Linked DNA regions of Hordeum vulgare: region 1 is linked to region 2. Evidence: chromatin contacts called from public Hi-C data. All regions are on one chromosome and are shown on one strand. Each heading gives the region's core, a stretch centred on a gene start, on an enhancer-like site or on the middle of the called end of the contact. The rest is flanking DNA. Distances are from core to core; before and after follow the strand shown. Region 1 holds the start of LOC123401760 (glyoxylate/succinic semialdehyde reductase 1). Region 2 holds the start of LOC123401031 (protein RRC1-like).

What was found. Hi-C and Micro-C count contacts between places; a contact is called where the count stands out from the background.
Region 1: a Hi-C map of leaf shows a contact between it and region 2, with 3 times the contacts expected there. The contact joins the promoter of LOC123401760 here to the promoter of LOC123401031 in region 2. A contact is called at or near these places in 2 of 6 Hi-C or Micro-C datasets (leaf and seedling).

Annotation. Positions count from the first base shown.
Region 1 is chr6H:116,823,690-116,830,462 of MorexV3_pseudomolecules_assembly, forward strand. It overlaps LOC123401760 (glyoxylate/succinic semialdehyde reductase 1), which reads left to right and starts at 1,574. Exons shown (of 8, transcript XM_045095613.1): 1 at 1,574-1,874; 2 at 2,026-2,136; 3 at 2,244-2,345; 4 at 4,859-4,960. The coding sequence starts at 1,770.
Region 2 is chr6H:116,441,854-116,447,916 of MorexV3_pseudomolecules_assembly, forward strand. It overlaps LOC123401031 (protein RRC1-like), which reads right to left and starts at 3,580. Exons shown (of 18, transcript XM_045094748.1): 1 at 3,357-3,580; 2 at 2,861-2,935; 3 at 2,624-2,756; 4 at 2,427-2,472; 5 at 910-961; 6 at 688-828; 7 at 286-405; 8 at 30-195. The coding sequence starts at 2,920.

The DNA of each region.
Region 1 (6,773 bases), core at 324-2,823, 380 kb after region 2:
CCGTGGCAGCGGGGTCCTAATGGAAACTAAGGGATATTAAGGTCTCCTTTTAATAGAGAACCGAAACAAAGCATTAGCACATAGTGAATACATGGGATCCTCATACTATGGTCATCTCCGGGAGTAGTTCCGGTTATTGTCACTCCGGGGTTGCCGGGTCATAACACATAGTAGATGACTACAACTTGCAAGATAGGATCAAGAACATACATATATTGATGAAAATATAACAGGTTTAGATCTGAAATCATGGCACTCAGGCCCTAGTGACAAGCATTAAGCATAGCAAAGTAGTAGCAACATCAATCTTAGAACATAGTGGATACTAGGGATCAAACCCCATCAAAACTAACTCGATTACATGATAGATCTCATCCAACCCATCACCGTCCAGCAAGCCTACGATAAGATTACTCACGAACGATGGAGAGCATCATGGAATTGGCGATGGATGATGGTTGATGATGACGACGACGTCGATTTCCCCTCTCCGGAGCCCAGAACGGACTCCAGATCTGCCCTCCCGAGGAAGAACATGCGGTGGCGATAGCTCCGTATGTGAAACGCGATGAAATCTTCTCTCCTATTTTTTTCTGGGCGAGAGAGGTTATATGGAGTTGGAGATGAAGTCGGAGGAGCCACGTGGGCCCCACGAGCCTGCTAGGCGCGCCCTAGGTGGGGGGGGGGGCGCCTGCAGGGCTCCTGGCCCACTGAAAGCGTATCTTCAATTGATTCTTTCTCTGATATTTTTATATATTTCATACAAAAACCCTCGTAAGTTTTCAGGTCATTCCGAAAACTTTTATTTCTGCACAAAAACAACACCATGACAGTTCTGCTGAAAACAACGTCAATCCGGGTTCGTTTCATTCAAATCATGCAAATTAGAGTCCAAGACAAGGGCAAAAGAGTTTGAAAAAGTAGATACGTTGGAGACGTATCACCAGCCGTCGGTGCAGCTCAGATCCATGGAGTGGGGAAGGAGATGAGAGGAGGGGAGGCGGCCGCCGGTCGACGGAGAAGGGTGGAGCACCGATGGAGCTCACATCCATGAAGGGGAAGGGACGAGGGGGAGGGAGGAGCGGGAGGCATCGCACCTGGGAGCGAGGGCGACTGCGAGGGAGGTAACCGTTCCACGTGGTCCGACCGTTTTTGAGGTATGACCTTGTTCCACATCTGGGCCGAATATTCGATCGGGGGGAATCACTGCGTGCCGGCTCCGCGAGAATGTGGGCTTGGAATGGGTCGAACCCATGGCGTTTCATGCCATCCCTCCAACTCCAACTGAACACACCCTAAGTATTCCTAATGTTTGTACACGCAAAGAACAAAAACAAAATATTGGAAGAGTTTTATTTGGGACCTTTGAAAGCAATAGCATCCGTCCATAATAATCTGAGAAGTATTATTGAGGTGGGAGAGTTTTATTAAGAATCCGCTGGATGGAGTTGCTCAGCGCACCAGAAACTCTTGGATAAGTGTTAAAAAAAAAAAACTCTTGGATAAGTGTTAAAAAAAAAAACTCTTGGATAAAGCGAACGACAAGGAAAAAAAAATAAAAAAAAATCGAGGGGACCATTGAGGAGCAGGAGCCTCGGCTGCCCACTGGAGGAGCACAAGCGGGTGTCGCTAGTGGCGGGTGCGGGTGCGCGTGCAGTCAGGAAGAGGGGACGAGAGAGAGGAGGGGAGAGGAGCCAACCCCGCCGCCACGGCTTCCGCGTGCTAGGAAGACGAAGAAGAGTAGCAGCAGCAGGGAGAGGGAGGCCGCGATGGAGGTCGGCTTCTTGGGGCTGGGCATCATGGGTAAGGCAATGGCGGCCAACCTCCTCCGCCACGGCTTCCGCGTCACCGTCTGGAACCGGACCCTCTCCAAGGTACGCGATGCCCCCCTGATTCGTCGGATCCATCCGTCTGCGGTTTGGTCCTCTGGAGGAGGATCGACCGATTGATTCATGTCCCATACTCCGTTTATTTTGTTCCTATCCGATAATAATCCCGAGAACCCGTGGCAATTTGTGTTGGCAGTGCGACGAGCTCGTCGCGATGGGCGCCGCCGTCGGGGACACGCCGGCGTCCGTCGTGGCCAAGTGCAAGTACACCATCGCCATGCTCTCCGATCCCAGCGCCGCGCTATCTGTTAAGTGACGCCGGGAACCCTTTTTGTTCTTACTCCAGCGTTGCGGGATGCCGTTGTTGTCGCTGATATGATATCCCCATTTCCTGGCCTTTTCAAATTCATCTAGGTTGTTTTCGACAAGGATGGTGTGCTCGAGCAAATCGGGGAGGGCAAGGGCTACGTGGACATGTCCACTGTTGATGCTGCAACTTCTTGCAAGATAAGCGAGGTATTCTTCTTGCTTATGGCTTGTAACAGTCAGGTGCCATTTCTTTTTGCCCCGTGCACTGTCTTAAGTTCGACTGGCTGGGCATCATTATTAGCACATACTGGAAAGGGGTGAGGCTGTGTTTTTTTTTTTTTTGGTTTTCAATCCTGAGCTCCTGAATTCGTTGCTCAGAGGGTTAAGTTGATTAAGTTGCTGTGAATCCATTTCTCGCCTTCTGCATCATTGATGGCATCGTTAGCACATACTATGTTTCAGATAGTTGAGTTACATTTTATTCTATCTACTTGTGAATAGAGTTCACCAGAGATAAAAATTCTGTAGCTGGACACAGGTAGGTTGACATATTTTTTTTTGAACAAAAGGGGTTCCCCCCCCCCCCCCCCTACCCCACTTTTTATAAATGGAGCACAAAAAGCCCATAAACCAGGTACATAGCAGTTAACACACCAACCGAAAATAACCACAGGCAGACCCCAACAAAGGAAGCTGTCCTGGAAAGTGCAAGGTAGTCTACTTTTATTACAAGCAAGATAAACTACCAAGGGAGAAAAGAAACTAAGGATAAGGACAGGTCTTCAGATCATCGCCAAGCAATCCTGAGGATCTCCCCCCGACGCTTGTCCAGCAGACAAATGAACTGTTTCAGTTCGGTTTGCTGAGCAGCGCCACAAAGAACTTCCCATCGAAGCAAAATCCCTCTTAACTTGACAATGTTGCAGTCCAGACTTCTCCATTTGCGCCCCTGGAAACAGAATTCATTTCTTAATTTCCATATACTCCACAAGGAGGCAGCAATTACCAAGTTAAGAACAGGCTTTTGTTTATTAACTTTCCAAAAGGAAGCAACCTCACTAATGCAACTTATTCTGCAAATCTTAAAGAAATCAGATATAATATCCCAAATCAGGTTAGAGTTCACACACTCAAAAAATAAATGCTGGATGGATTCATCTTCACTACAAAATAGGCAAGACTTATCCTCAATTGTTTTCCTTTTAGCCACATTATCTCTAGTCAAGGATTTGTTATATAAACACAACCACAAAAACACATGTATTTTCTGAGGACACAAAGTTTTCCATAAAGAGTCTCCAAAAGGAGATACCACACCTCCAAAGTTGATACACTTATAAAAAGACTTAACAGAGTAAATGCCTTTTGATTCCAAATCCCAAACAGGAGTATCAAGAGAATCAGATAAAGGATAATTCTTTATATGATTAATAAGCATTCCCCAATCACTTAGTCCACTACGATCAACACACCTTCTAAATGATAGCTTAAGTGTCACCCCATCCCACACTTGGGCCACAGCACATTCTTGTTGATTACAGATCTCAAACAATTTCCAAAACCTTACTTTAAGGGAACACTCCCCAGCCCAAACATCATGCCAGAAACTTATATTAGCACCATTTCCTATTTTCCAATGATAAAAATTTCTAGATGCTTGTAAAGCCCAGGAAACACTTTTCCAGAAAGGAGATCCAAATTTTGTTTTGGTCCAAAAAATATTTGGACAAGTCACATCATACTTATAAGCAATCACATTTTTCCAGTCCCCGGAATTATTCCTAAAAAATCTTTTTCCCCAGGAAGGTAGGTTGACATATTAAAAGAGGAAACCGAGGAGTCACCTAATAGGCATATCAATTATACCAAACGAGGCACAGAGGGTGAGGCAGGGAGGGTGATTTATACGTGGAATGATAACCAACAGCAATAAAATGAGGATGTGGATTCTAACTAGTCAGACCATACCTATGAGGCGAGTAGTGTGTGACTGCATGCTCCTGTAGTTGCAGCTACAGCTGCTGGTTCTGGGATGTTGAGACTGGAACAGAACTCAGTGAACACTAGCGCGGTGAACCCGTTGGTGAACATGTCCGCATGCTTAGAATTAGTTAATATAATTCCCTTTTTCTAGTAGAATACAAACATCAACTTCAATGTGCTTGATCCATTTATGCTTCACCGAGTTGGCAGACAATTATTATATGATGATGTTGTTTCAGTAAACAACACTGCAGTATGCAAGTAGATGATGTAGCTCCTGCAGCAGCTGCCGCAACCAACATGTCTCACTGACGACATGAGTGGTGGCATGATACTTGGCTTACACCATAGACTGTGACTCGGGGACGTTCACATTTAGAGGACCAAGAATGATATTATCGTCCAAAACATACGTAGAATTGACGTGTTGAACAGCAAGCGTAAGGAGTAGGATACCCAACTCAATCAGTATAGGCACAAGTGAGAAAAGATGTAGGAGACATGGAATAATGTGCATTCCTAGATCAGTAATGGACTTGATATAACATTGTATAGTTAAGCACAGTTGGATGAATACAAGTGACAAATATTGCATTTGCCTATATTTGTGTTTCGAGCAAATGCTAAATCTTAGTCCTTGTTTGTTGATAGTATCAACATAATAAATTTCTAGCATTTTTGTGAGTTTATTACTTTATTCCTCTCTTCCCCAACTAACATGGTTTTCTTGTTTGCAGGCGGTTAAACAAAAGGGCGGAGCTTTTGTTGAAGCTCCAGTTTCAGGGAGCAAGAAGCCAGCTGAAGATGGCCAATTGGTCATTCTTGCTGCAGGCGACAAGGTAATTCACTCTGTTGTGATGATCACTTGCAAGTGTTTGTACTTACTGGTTTTGGAAGGTTCAATATCTCCAGCTTGCTTAAAACAAAGATTTTTCTTAGAAACATTTTCCGCCATATTTTGGTCTTTGTACATACTGGTTTTGGAAGGTTCAATATCTCCAGTCCTCTGCTTTCGGTTGAGTGCTAGTGGTAATTTTGATACGATGATCATAATATTTTCCTTGTTATGTAAAGCAGGGGAAACTCATTTTTCTTGTAGCAAAAACAGTGAAACTCTTGGCAATTCAACCCTTCTAGTGACCATAATAATTTCTTACCTATGTATACCTGTTTGGTTATACAGCTACTCCCCCCTTTTTTCTTTTCTGCCAAATGTTAACATAATAGTACAGCAGTATCACCAAGGACACATTTTAGGGAGACAATTGCAGGCCCTGTGCCACTCCTGCGAGCGGCCCGGGCGCAACCCTAGGCGCCGCCGTCGGCACCCACTTCGCTGCTCACCTCCCTCGCCGCCGCCGGGTAAAGCCAGCGCGTGCGTGTCGGTCGCGTGGAGGTGCGGTCCCGCGGCTGCTCGGTGAAGCTTCGTCGGCTGGACGGCTAGGGGCGGTGCCGGTGCTCTCGGGCACTGGGCGGCGTGGATCTGATGAGGCTCGTCCCCGCTGCTTTGCTCTAGGCTGCTGGGCGCGCAAAGGGAGCCACGGCGTCGGCGTGGGCCTCCCGCGATGCGTTCAGGGGCGAGCGCCTCGGGTTGGCGCGGGGTTTGCTCGCGTGATGCGGGCGGCGGCCACGACGTAGAGGTTAGTCACCGCCGGCGCGCGGTGGCACCGGGGGCCGAGGGTGTGACCAGAAAGAAGAGGGCGCTTTCGTGCTGGGGGCGCCATGGCTGGGATGTGGCATCGGTACTGCAGTACGGTGGGGGCGGATTGGATCTCGTTCCCCTTTTGCGAGGGGTGGATTTGCTCGCTCTGGTGGATCTGGTGCTGGCCAGAGGTGCGTGCGTGTCATGCGGGGTGAAGGAAGCGTGGCATCGGGCTGTGCCGGATTGGCTTGCTCGCGGGCAGGCCAAGGGCGCTGCACCATGAGGTGGAGCCGGTGGACGTAGACCATGGGGATTGTGTGTTGTGCAGTGCAGTGCTTCGGATCTGCTCGGATTCGGAGGTGTGGTGGAGCTCCGGGCGAAAGCCCAACCCTGACTTTGGGTCGGTGCCGGCAACGGCGGCGCCATGGCGTCGTTCCCCTTCTTGAAGGCGTTGTCGTGGAGCTCCATTGCATGACTCTCCGGGAGAAATCTCTAGCGTCGGATGGTCGAAGCGGGCGATGGTGGCGGCTATGTTGTTTCCTTCTTCGAGGCATCGCCTTGGAGAGTCAGCATACTGCAGTTTGCAAAGATCTCCTCGTCGTCGGGGACAGTGGGCGTCGGGGTGGCGGCTCCGGGTGGTTTCTGTTTGTGCGTCGAGATGGCGATCTCGTGAACAATGTGAGTGGCAGCTCTATGAGGTGGGGCTCTATCTCGACATTGATTGGGTGGCATCCTTGTCTCGCTTGGGCGGTAGGGGTGTCGGATTGGTCGATGCGCCCCAGAGGGGGCGGAAGCCCTGGATGTGGTGTGACGTCCGTGGTCTGCAAGCGGTTACCCTGAGCAGCGTTGGCTGCGGGCAGTTGGGTTGTGCGGTGTTGCTGCTCGAAGGGAGCTGTGGTATTTCGGGGCGGCGGCCCCGGAAGGCGGTGTCTGTTGTTTGTGCTGGGCGCGATGGAGCGGTGGATGTCGGGGCGGCGGCCCCGAGAGAATCACTATGGCGTCCAGACTTC
Region 2 (6,063 bases), core at 2,330-4,829:
GCCACCACTTTATGGAAGTGCACAGTAACCTTGCATTTCATCCTTGGCTGCCTGTCCTTCTGCTCTATTCATGAATGCAACAAAGCCACAATGCCTTTGCCTTTTGCGTTCTTCTTCTGTTCGAGGCCACATGATCTTGACGCTCGCAATAGGTCCAAATCGACCAAATGTCCGCAGAAGAAAATTCTCATCCACCTAACAGCATACAGTTTATATTGCACGGTTAAGCTAACCATGATGCATGTACACTTATTATGTCTAGACAGAACTAGTGAGGAAATCAACCTTAGGAGAGAGATTGCCAACATATAAATTTGTTGTTTGAGGATCCCCATCATCAAATGATCCTGGCAGTCTCCCAGTGGGATCAAATTCATCTGGTAGTTCATCAAAACGGCTAGAGGCCTGCAGAAAATGGCTTCAAGAATCAGTATATCATATACAAGGACAAACTACAAAGACTCTGAAAGAGAAATAGGAGGCAATCACAAATTTATCCTATCAGCTGGAAACGTGTTGCAAAAATGTTCCTCAAAGTCAGCAAACAGGATTTAGTTTCACATTCTAGTCGCCTAACAGGGAACATTTCAGCATATATAATAAAAATTACCCAATGATTTATTTCATATTACGTCTAGTAGAAAGAACCAAAAGGTCCACTCTAGCATACACTAAAACAGAACCTACCACGGAGGTGTCACCATGTCGACTGGCTCGTTCTTGATTACGCCTTTCTCGAAGCTCTTTCTCCAACTTCAATTCCTCCATGACAGTATCTATTGCCCGTGGCTTTCCTTTTTCCTTCTCCTTTGGCCGCTCATCTTCCTTCTGCAGGTCAAGGTAGTAATGCTCAACCGAAGAACCATACTGACTACAGAGGCAATCATGAGAATAACGTCAGTGACAAACCTTTTTCTCTGGTTCTCTCCCAAATGAGGGTGGCAGAAAAGATGGAACATACCTGGATAAAAATATGCTATGTATAAGGTATGTATTACACTCGTAAGTTACTATGCCGCATGTCATTTGTACACTAGATGCCATGGGATTATGGATAACAGCAAAAGCTAAAGGATATTTGAGTAACTGAACCCAAAAGATAACCTAATTTACTTTCTACAGGGCCGTGCCTTCAATGATTTAGTGGATACTACAGAGCATTCTTAACTTTGCTAGCATGAGAAGCGAGACAAGTAAAAGTCAAAGTAAAGGTCCAATCTGCATTGCAGTTTAGGACTACCTACATTTTTCCACGTTTGAATAAAATAATTAGTTGAAAACATCATTTTTTGTCACAAAAGCAAACTCATATCAGAACTAGTAAACATTCGCTGCAACTAACAAAATTCTATGACACATTAGCCAGAAACTGGACCTAAACATGGATTGCAGTTGTTAACTTAATTGTATGTTTTTTGCAAAATTATGTCAGACTTTAAACATTGGTTTTATTCTTAGTGAAAACAGTGTTAGAATCATTTGATTTCTAGTTCCTACTATCTCTGTACCAAAATACAAGACGTTTTTGTAGGCTAAACTAGCCTATGAAAACATCTTATATTTTGATATGAAGGGAGTAGTTAGTTAATAACAGAAGTTACAGGGGTCAGAGTACAAGTAGCCTCAAACCACAATGTGATTATAAAAACAAAACCATGTGCACGCACTAGTTGATCACTTATCCCGACCGGACAGCATCAGATGTTAATCACAGAAATTTTGGAAGTTGGCTCAAGATTCTAGGAGAGTACAATCGGCGTCATTGACATTCAATAACTTCACAAAAGCTTGATGCATTTGGTAGTTATTACAGTAATACCATTAAATATGGCATTTGCTGGGGATGAATTATTATTCATACATGTTCTACAAATTTAGAGTAATCTCGTGATTAATTGCACTTTGATAGAAACAACATGGATACTCTCTTCGTGGTATGTGACTCTACAAAGTCATGACCACACTACTCGTGTACCGTAAACAAAGGAGAACACAAATTCTGCACCACTAATACACTATCAAGTTCTTGAGCATTAGGTCAGCGCAACGATGAATAGCTATGTTGAGAAAGCACAATTATAGTCTGACCTACAGTATAAATGCAGGTGCACTATGTGTCATGAAATGAGATGGCATGGTTGTTCATAAGGCCAGACAAGACTATTTATTTTCTTCTTCAAACCACACATATTTTAAATGCATTCAACCCTTGGCAACAAAAGGTAAATAAACAAATAATTCAGGAGTCATAATTGTAACATATAGTAAATTATAAGCCAGAATATATATCATCAGGCGTTTCAAAACTGCTCATGCTTGGTCTCTGAAGTCTCATTTCTGGGTATATCAGCACATGACTGTCTAAAGATGTAGCCGTGGTGCCACAGGATACCATCTTCTAGAAATCAAGTATTTATTTCAGTTACCTACTGCCCTTCTTTGGAACAGACCCCCTATCTTTGGAATTTCCACCTGTCATCGCCGAATGAATAAAAAGGGCAGCCTCTTGATTAATTAGAGCAATAAAAGAAACAGTGCATATATCCATCATGATTGATACTGAAACTAGAAACTGGAAGGTAACCATGGCAAAGTAGAGGAGAATGAAACCCCTATCACTAACCTTCAGAATCAGCTCTCAGCTTGGCATTGGGATCGATAACACCCCCTCGGACAAACTTTGACCCAGATGCGCTTTCACCCTCGAATGACTTGACAAACTCCGCGTACACGCGCGCCGCTTCGTCTTCCTCCCTCTTCACAATACCAAAGAGTTAAAATCAGATATGAACCAAAAGTGTGTGCAGAAAACAAGGTGAAGTATCTCAGGAAAGGTTTAAAAGGGACCCAAACCCCTGACCTTCTTCCTCGCCTCCTCATTCTCCTTATGCCGATTGAACGGAACCTTCTTCGAACTCATCTGGACAATACTTGCCTGCAATCATCACCAAAGGGCGTCAGAACACGTCTACTTCAAATATTTCTACTACCATATATGCCATCAAAATAAAATTCTACACCAGCACATAAGAAAACACGCAGGGAAACACATGAACGTGAGGACTAAAGTCATAGCGAACATTCTTGTGCTAAGAGCGACAGTCCCCAGGCTCCCTTCCGTACCCCGCTAAAGCGCAATGCGGCCTACCAACGCCAGCCAGGCACAAACCCTAGCTCGGCTGAACCCCAACTTTATGAGGGGGGGAACCAAGCTGATGTTAGATCAAACCGGGTCAAATCCAAGGCTAACCGGATAGATTCAAGCGTCTCAGAAAGTAACAAGGTTGCGCATTTGATTGCTCGCAGCAACGAACAAGGAACTCCTCGAAGTAAAAAATAATTTAGGGCTTCCGTACCACCGAGAGAAGGACTCGCCTGGACGGATCTCCTGTCCGCTCCACGCTAGGGCAGTTGGGGGCGGGGCGGCGCGGGAAAGAAATCTCGGGCGCTTCTTCACAGCGTCGGCGAAGAGAGGATTCGGCGACCGCCTGAGTCGGGAGTCGACCACGGAGATTGGGGTCCCTGGGGCACCGGAGGGGAGGTGTATATTGGTCAGGGACTCGGGAGCAAGGTGCGGACCTGCACCGTCCGTCCGATCAAAATCCAGTTTCCGGATCAACCACCTACAGGCTAAGCAGTCGGAGACGGACACCGGCAGACGGGCCGTGGCCAATCCTCGCGTCCTACATCTACTATCCCTAGGACGAATGAAAGGCAAATCCTATTTGGCGCTGCATGCGTCGGTTAAAGTGCTTTTTTTTAACCGGCACCTGCAGCGCCGGTCATGGGCCGGCCCAGTGGGAGGACGGTTTTCCCGTATTTTTTCATTTAGTTTTTTTAGGACTTGTTTTTCTTTGAGTTTTTTTTCCTTGTTTCTTTTATTTACTCTTTTTATTAAATTTTCATTTTCATTTTATTATATATTTTTTGTTTTGTTTTTTCGAAAAAGTGCAGGCTTGTTTTTATTAACTTTTTTCCAAATTCATGAATTAGTTTTCAAAATTCGTGACCTTTTTTGAATATTGGTGAATTTTTTCCAAATTTTGATGATTTGTTTTTAAATTTGATGAACTTTTTTTTAAATGCATGAACTTTTTTAAGGTTTGTGAACTTTTTTTCAGTTCAACAAACTTTTTTTAAAACATTTTCCAAAATCTTGAATTAATTTTTTAAATCCATGAACTTTTTAAAAATTTGTGAACTTTTTTTTAGATCACAGTGAATTTTTTTCAACTTCATCAACTTTCGTTTCAAAATTTATGAACCATTTTCACTTTTATAAACTTTTTGTGTTCAGTTTTTTTTTGCTTTTTTGGTTTTTTTATAGAAAATTTAGCCCTGGAACTGGGTCGGCCCATTTTGCGGGGCATGTAGGCGCTGGTTCTCCTAGCCGGCGCTTAAGGCACCGACTAGGAGCTTTCCGAATGGAACGGATCCAAACAATATGGGTCATTCGTCTACAAAATCTATAACTAACATGAATCTTTTCATATTTAACACAAGAAACCACAACCATTACCAGGTTGATCCATCGCTAACCACACTAACCATAAGACACATCCCACCCCTTGAAAAAACATCCCACCATTACCAGGTTGATCCATCGCTAACCACACTAACCATAAGACACATCCCACCCCTTAAAAAACATCCCACGACCACCACGCACCATGCCTCCCGCCCCCGCCCCACCTCCATGTTGGAAATATGCCCTAGAGGGAATAATAAATTAGTTATTATTATATTTTTCTGTTCATGATAGTCGTTCATTATTCATGCTATAATTATATTGATTGGAAACACAAATACATGTGTGGATACATAGACAAAACACTGTCCCTAGTAAGCCTCTAACTGACTAGCTTGTTGATCAAAGATGGTTAAGGTTTCCTAACCATAGACAAGTGTTGTCACTTGATAACAGAATCACATCATTAGGAGAATGATGTGATGGACAAGACCCAAACTATGAACGTAGCATGTGTTCGTGTCATTTTTTTGATATTGTTTTCTGCGTGTCAAGTATTCATTCCTATGACCGTGAGATCATGTAACTCACTGACACTGGAGGAATACCTTGTGTGTATCAAACGTTGCAACGTTACTGGGTGACTATAAAGGTGCTCTACAGGTATATCCGAAGGTGTCCGTTGAGTTAGCATGGATCAAGACTAGGATTTGTCACTCCGTGTGACTGAGAGGTATCTCGGGGCCCACTCGGTAATACAACATCACATATAAGCCTTGCAAGCAATGTGACTCAAGTGTTAGTCACAGGATCTTGTATTACGGAACGAGTAAAGAGACTTGCTGGTAACGAGATTGAAATAGGTATAGGGATACCGACGATCAAATCTCGGGCAAGTAACATACCGAAGGACAAAGAAAATGTTATACGGGATTATAGGAATCCTTGGCACAGAGGTTCAACCGATAAGATCTTTGTAGAATATGTAGGATCCAATATGGACATCCAGGTCCCGCTATTGGATATTGACCGGGGAGTGTCTCAGATCATGTCTGCATAGTTCTCGAACCCGCAGGGTCTGCACACTTAAGGTTCGGTGATGTTTTAGTGTGGTTGAGTTATAGGTGTTGGTGACCGAAGGTTGTTCGGAGTCTCGGATGAGATCACGGACGTCACGAGGGTTTCCGGAATGGTCCGGAAACAAATATTGATATATAGGATGGTTTCATTTGGTCACCGGAAAGATTTCGGGCATTACCAGCAATGTACCGGGAGTGACGAATGGGTTATGGGTTTTCACCGGGAGGGGCCCACCCACCCACCCGGGAGTGAGCCCAATAGTCCTAGGGTGGCGCACCAACCCTTAGTGGGCTGGTGAGGCTAGCCCAAGTGAGCTATCGCGCCACAAAGGAAAAACCAAAGAGAGGAGAAAACAAAAGGAGGGAGGTGGGAAGGAAGGAGTGGACTCCTCCTCCAAACCGAATTGGAGTCGGAGTCCATCTCCTCCTACAGTCGGCGCCCTTGGGGCTCTCTTGAGCCCCAAGGATAGCCCCTCCCCTCCTCCCATATATACTGGTGGTTTTAGGGTTTTTGGG